Regions from separate parts of the Mus musculus genome. Here region 1 is linked to region 2. A link is a contact called in public Hi-C data. All regions are on one chromosome and are shown on one strand. The core of a region is the stretch at or near the end of the contact, and the rest is flanking DNA. Distances in the headings are between cores, read along the strand shown.

Evidence for each region. Hi-C and Micro-C count contacts between places; a contact is called where the count stands out from the background.
Region 1: a contact with region 2 is called in a Hi-C map of CD4 single positive thymocytes, with 3 times the contacts expected there. The contact joins two enhancer-like sites. A contact is called at or near these places in 14 of 484 Hi-C or Micro-C datasets (CD4 T cells, CD4 single positive thymocytes, CD8 T cells and 7 more) and 5 of 115 datasets of contacts at active chromatin or transcription factors (CD8 T cells, the SCID.adh cell line, memory CD8 T cells and 2 more).

The regions. Positions count from the first base shown.
Region 1 is chr2:9,680,404-9,683,848 of GRCm38.p6, forward strand. No RefSeq gene overlaps it. Among named protein-coding and RNA genes, the nearest start is that of Gm13218, 89 kb to the left of the region's middle. Within about 2 kb of position 1,353, at least 47 of the 459 cell types and tissues checked have an H3K27ac peak or open chromatin away from gene starts, as enhancers often do. A contact at or near this core is called in CD4 single positive thymocytes and the SCID.adh cell line, where this site is marked.
Region 2 is chr2:9,594,127-9,597,724 of GRCm38.p6, forward strand. No RefSeq gene overlaps it. Among named protein-coding and RNA genes, the nearest start is that of Gm13218, 3.0 kb to the left of the region's middle. Within about 2 kb of position 2,210, at least 6 of the 459 cell types and tissues checked have an H3K27ac peak or open chromatin away from gene starts, as enhancers often do. A contact at or near this core is called in CD4 single positive thymocytes and the SCID.adh cell line, where this site is marked.

The DNA.
Region 1 (3,445 bases), core at 103-2,602, 85 kb after region 2:
CCAAACGCTGACACCACTACATACACTAGCAAGATTTTGCTGAAAGGACCCTGATATAGCTGTCTCTTTTGAGGATATGCCGTGGCCTAGCAAACACATAAGTGGATGCTCACAGTTAGCTATTGGATGGATCACAGGGCCCCCAAGGGAGGAGCTAGAGAAAGTACCCAAGGAGCTAAAGTGATCTGCAACCCTATAGGTGGAACAACAATATGAACTACCCAGTACCCCCCGGAGCTTGTGTCTCTAGCTGCATATATATCAGAAGATGGCCTAGTCGGCCATCAGTGGAAAGAGGCCCATTGGTCATGCAAACTTTATATGCCTCAGTATAGGAGAATGCCCAGACCAAGAAGTGGGAGTGGGTGGGTAGGGGAGTGGGTGGGGGAGGGTATGGGGGACTTTGGGGATAGCACTGGAAACGTAAATGAAGAAAACACCTAATAAAAATAAAATAAAATAAAATATTAAAAAAGAAAAGAAAAGAAAAAGCTGGTGCATACCTACACCCCCCCCCAAAAAAATGGTGAGAAGAAAGACAGAAACAAGAGGATCTCTGGAAGTTTCCAGGCCAGCTAGCCTAGCCTATGTGGTGAAGTTCTAGGTCAATGAAAAACCCTCCCCAAAGAAAAGTTCAGATACCTACGCGCCCATATTCAAGACTGTCCTCTGATGGCCAGCCATTCTGTGCATGCACACACCACACTGTATACACACGCATATAGACAAATAACAAAATAAAATAGTAATGATAATAATAATTAGGTGGAATTATTTTGCCCTTTACAAAACAGAGAAATCAAAAGCTGGAAAAAGCACATAACCCAGTGATTTTTATAAAATTAAAAAGAGAAAAAATTATATAATACTACTGATAAAGTATGGTGGTTTGGTCTCTATCCCTTTTCCCTTTCTTTATGGAAATATTATTTAAACCAAAAAAAAAAAAATGCCACGCCTGTCAAACCATAATGTTTATTTTAGCAGCTGGTGAGACCTGACCTGTAAATTGGGCAGCCTGACAGTGTCAATCTCCTCCTGGGAAAAAGCATTCTGCATTGTGTAAACAGAAACCGTGGCGTCAGGACTATGCTTCCCAAGACCCAACAAACCAAGTCTAATTTTGATTCCTATATTGGAATCTCCCCAAAACAAATCTAAAACAGGGCAATAGTAGATCTGTTTTCTCAATGTTAAAACTTGAGAGAGAGACAGAGAGACAGAGAGAGAGACAGACAGAGAGAGAGAGAGAGAGAGAGAGAGAGAGAGAGAGAGAGAGGAAGTCATGACACCCACATGCTCAAAAGAGGAATCCCAGGACCAAAACCCATTTCCTGCCTGCAAGCCTGGAGAAACGTTTCTTCTTTATCTAAAATCCGCTTCCTGTGCCCCCTCAGAATCAAGAGCTCAGTCAAAACGCTGCTTCCGGGTTGGCAGAAGAACTCAACTCCTTTCTTCCTTTCCTTGAAAAGCACAGGGCATCAGCTGACTTCGTCTTCTGTGCTTCCTGTCCAGGACGGAGGAGCAGTAGTCTCTTGTAAGTACTTAGAGAGCCTTTGTCAGGTCCAAGCTGGGCTCCCAAGATGACCTGGTGTGTCTCCTGCAACCTCATCCACCATGTAGAAGGTGACGGGAGAGTTCTCATTGGGCACCCAGAGTCAGTCCTGCAGCAGTGCCCCAGCAGGGTTGTCTGAGCAGAGCTGTGTATCTCAGCAGAGCTCAGAGAGAGAAATGAGCAATAGCAAGGGTATTGTTGCTTCTTAAGAGCTGATTTATACAGCACCGAGTGCAAAGCTAAGTGTCACAACTATCTGTTCACGTGAGAAAATGAAGAACTCCATACTCTGTCACCCAGGGAAAATATATTTTCAGTTGAATTACAACCTGCCTTTTCTACTTTTTTCTGCTGTCAAAATTCTAATGTTCTTTGTGGAATTGGGGATGTTAAACAATTGGCCTGGGCCTGAAAACTCCAACCACGTCAAAGTCCCAGTCCTGAATGAGGCAGCAATTGGCTCCTTTTCCAATAAAATCTTCTCCTGGAGAGTGATGGTTTACTTCAGAGAAGTTTTAGGGGCATTCACTGCATACCGTGACTATTCCTCCTGGCAGAAATGACTGCCATGCATACCTCCTAAAGAGAAGCCAACGGGAAGGCTGAGGAGTAGCCGAGTTGCTGGAAACAGATATCACAGATCCTGATAGTGGGTTTGCATTCAATCCAAGCCATAATTTCATTACCCTGTGGACAGTCAGCAAGCTAGATTGTCGGATGCTTCCCCCTCTTTGCCCCCACTCTAAAAAAACTAAGAAACCCTTCCTAAATGCAGAGTAGTACAAAATAAAAGGAGCATTTACTCAGATGAAAGTACCTGAATGATGATGTGGGCATGGATGTTCACGTTCAGTATATTCATAACAGCTAATATCTGGGATGTCCTCAGGCGTCCATGCAAAAGTGGACAGATGAAAAGGTAGTGGTATGCCTGTGCAATGGATCATTTCTAAACAGCAAAGAGTTGGTTGCGCCACCCAGATAGAGTGCAAAAAACACTAAACCTGAACAAAGTCAGACAAAAGAATACAATACTAGTTTACAAGACTCCAGAAAGGAAGGAAGGAAGGGAGGGAGGGAGGGAGGGAGGGAGGGAGGGAGGGAGGGAGGGAGGGAAAGAAAGGAAGAAAGAGAGAGAAAGAAAGAAAACAGAAGAAAGAAAGAAAGAGAGAGAGAGAGAAAGAAAGAGAGAGAGAGAAAGCAAAACAAAGAAAGAGGGAGAGAAAGAAAGAAAGAAGGAAAGAGAGAGAAAGAAAGAAAACAAAACAAAGAAAGAGGAAGAGAGGGAGAGAAAGAAAGAAAGAAAGAAAGAAAGAAAGAAAGAAAGAAAGAAAGAAAGAAAGAAAGAAAGAAAGAAAGAAAGAGAAAGACAGACAAAGGCAACAGGCCCTTGGTTATGTAGAATTTGGTAAGACAAGAGGAGGCAGAGGGGTAACAGGAAATATGAGGAAACTTGGGAGAGCTTGGTGCCAGTGATGGTTTGCCTATCTGCCAGATACTTTGGGAAATCAGGTTTGGTGTCACTTCTAGTCTTCTGAATTGCTTCCTGCTGAGAAATCTGCTCTCTTGAACTCACTGTCTCTCATTCCATATTAGGTAAAGAACAAGTCACCTGGGATGTTCACTTCCCAAGTCCAGAATTCTGTGACATCCTTTTCCCCCAAGGAACGCATTGACAAGGTAAGTTATCCTTGAACAAATGGCGCACAATGACTCTCATTGTGTAGGCATTAGAGCATTCAGCAGAAAACATCAGATGTCTACTCTAAATACTGTAAGATCTCAGCACCAGGAACTAAAAACATATGTGCTTTATTGCTTTTCTGGGCCAGAAATAAGGGATAAAGAACAAAAGAGACTATATTGCTCAGGGTGGAGCAATTCAGAATA
Region 2 (3,598 bases), core at 960-3,459:
TCTCCTCAAGACCACAATCTATTAGCTCCAGTGGCTTTTCAGCGACTCAGCCAGGCCGCAGCTTCCTGCTTACCAAGAGAGCTGCCTGGGGTGCTGCCAGCCCAGCCTCCGGGGGCCATGCCCCGCCCTACACCACCCTTCACCTTCGCCACCAGGGTCCTGGCTCTGAAGAGGTTTTCCTTTTACAAAGATCATAAGCGCTTGTCAAAAGATACCAAGAGTGTATGACAGCAATGGGTTGTTTTTTTTTTTTTTTTGTAGGCAGCCTTAGGAAACGTGACCTCAATGATGTTTCTAGTAAGTCCAGTTGCTTGGGCCCAGGACAGCGGCCCTGCTCCTGGAGGTGAACTTCTGGACTTGGCTGGGTTCGCAGCTGTCAACAATTAGATCTTGTTTAGAAGGCATTTTGTTTGTGGATCTCCAATCTCTCTCTACCTCTTTCTCTATTCACCCGTGTGTGTGTGTGTGTGTGTGTGTGTGTGTGTGTGTGTGTGTGTGTGTGTGTGCTGCACATAAGCACACAGAAGATGGCAAAGACAAATAGTTTGCATTAGGACTTTGGGATGTTTTTAGATGAAATTATTTTCTATTGGATATTTTATTTATTTGCATTTCAAATGTTATCCTCTTTCCCAGCTTCCCCTCCACAAATCCCCTATCCCATCCCCCCCCTGCTTTTATGAGGGTGTTCCCCCACCCACCCAACCACTCCTGCTCCCCGCCCTGGCATTCCTCTGCTACTGGGTCCATGAGTCCCATCATGTGTACTCTTTGGTTGGTGGTTTAGTCCCTGCAAGCTCCGGGGAGGCGCGGGGAGGGGCGGGGGAGGGGCGGGGGGTGGGGATGGGGGGGGCGGAAGGGGTGCGGGGGGCGGGGGGAGGAATCTGGTTGCTTGGTGCTGTTCTTCCTATCCCAAGTGTAAATCACAAACTTTCTTCCCAAAAGAAATTCAGGATTTTTTTTTCTATGTAGCACTAGGGTTATCATTCTACAGCTACACTACACCCCAGCCCTCTTTTCACTCTTTATTTTGAGATAAGGTACTCTTAGAACTTCCTACATTGCCCAGGCTAGCCTTGAACACAGTGCACAGTCCAGGCAGGTCTCCAGCTTGCAAACCTCCTGACTCAGTGGCTGGGATTACAGATTTGTGTGAGCAGCAGGCATAGATTTTTCTTTAAAAAAAATAAAATAAAATAAAAAATAAAGCCCAGTGTTTTTTCACATGGTCTGGGAAGGGCCTAACAAGTGGGTTTCCTGCAGAGGAAGAGGAGAGCGTTGCCCTGACTCTCACCTGCTGGAGGGGGTAGAGAGGGGCCTGCAGCCAAGTCATCATTTTTGAATGTGTGTCAGTTACAACTACAAAGGCAACCAAAAGGAGGTCTTATCCGTTGTCTGTGAGCTTCAGTTGGGAACAGCAGGCAGCATTTAGGTTTGGGGTTTTTTTTGTTGTTTTTTTTTCACCCCCAAAGCTATAAATAGCCCAGCATGTGGGGCATCCTGGCTGCTCTACCTTACACTTGAGATCCAAGCAGGTAGCCACCCCCTTCTCCCCTGCAGACATTTTCCACAACACGTATGTGATGAGAAGAAATGTCTCCCGGAGTGGGGTGTGTGTGTGTATTCGTATGTTGTTATTTTGGTCTTAACTTTGATGCATGCCACCCACGCTCTCAGCCAGGGGTGCGAGTCCTCCTTGATGCCTTAACGAAGTGGTGGGCTTCGAAGGAAGAGAGGAAGGAAGAAAACAACTCTACTGTCCAGATATGCTCTTACTTTAAGTTTTTGTTACTTAAAGTTTGTTGATAGTCTATAAACTGACTTTGTTCTATGTGTCTCTAGGAAGCTATGCTTTCTGCAGATTTTCTTAACTACCTCCCAACTCTTTGGTGAAGAAAATGGTCTTTACTCTTTGCCCTTTATGAGTGAGTGTGTGTGTGTGTGTGTGTGTGTGTGTGTGTGTGTATGCAACAGTTGTTGTCCTTGCTTATTCTCCATCATTTTTTTCCACATAGACTAGCTGGCGAATGAGCTGCAGGATTTCAAGTCTTTCTACCCTGACCCCAGTGCCGGGGTTACGGACATGCCTGCCTGCAACATGAGGACTTTTCAAGTGGACGCTGAGGGCGCTGATCTCAGGCCCTTGTGTTCTCGTGGAAAACACTTTACAAACAGAACCATCTCCCAAGCCTGTCTTCTCACAGTTCATGAACTCAGGGGCGTGTCTCTCTGTGGTTAGACTATGAAGCCACTGTGTCAACGCCATTCTCCTCGAGCATCCCAAACCTCCTTGGCTGGGTCTTGGCTGTAAACTCAGAATCCGCATGCCTCGGCTGCTGGAGTTGCAGGCATGTGCCACCACATTCAATATTAAGTCGTTTAACACATTGCAAAGAGGACAGATTTCTGGTTCCAAGACCCCCCAACACACACACACACACACACACACACACATATGCACACACACAAGTCTAAATATGAGCAAAGTAAACCAGCAGGCAGAGAAGACGAACTTGAACAGACACTCACATTTTTTCCTTCTGTGATTTTCCTAGTTCAATAAAACCTGTCCAAACATGAAAAGTGTTCTAGCAGTTACTATACTACTGTGCATCCCTGTATCTGTCTAGCCTGTGTCTCCAATCCACTGAACATCCAGGTGCCCAGGACTAACCTAGAAGCAGGCCTATTTGATCTTCTATGATGAAACTGCAGAATCATCAGCTCAGCGGACATTTGAGTTACTAGTGTTTAGCTTGAGCATTTTATTATATATGTTGTGAGTCCATTGCCAGGTAGTACGGTTCCATAAAGCCTGATATTAGTATGGCAGGAACTGTTTATAGTTCAGTATCCCTAAAGAGCACATCTGTGATGTCTGGCCCATGAGCACACCTGTCATTATTTTCCACTATTGAAAGTAACAGCATCTTTTCCTTTACAGGGACATTAATTAGCTGCATCTTAAAGACAGAGTAAACCAGAAGCTGGGCCTAGAAGTGAATGCCTGTGGACTCAACAAACTTGGGAGTTAGGCAAAGTGAGCAATTGTCCTGAGTTCAAGGCCAGCCTGGGTTCCATAGTGAGCTCCAGGATAATCTAAATTACAAAGTGAGACCCTAACTTGAAACCAAGCAAAGTAGATAAGCAAGATAAATATCATATTTATAAGCAAAATTCCCACTAAAACTTGCTTATTTGTTGGAGGTTTAAATATAATTATTATACCATCAGACTCCTATGTAGAATCTATAGAAAGAAATGAAGCTAAAAATAACCAACCTGACATCTAAATAATTTTAGAGCAATCAAATTTGGAAGCTGTACCTGACAGCTGCCCTAGAACTGTAAAGACATTGAAAAATTAGCAATTAGCCTGAAATTCTTTCCGTCTTCCACTCTGCTCCGTTTGACCATTCTTTTTAATGTTTTTGACATTTTCTTAACACACCCTATATGCAGCAGTCTTGACAATTAATTAACTAACCTTCATGCAATTTCCCTGAAGTAGATGGATGAAAAGCACTGGGGCTTTATCTGTGCTTCTCAGGGTACTAAAAACAGAAAGGTTATGACTTACCCAAAAAGTCACACAGCA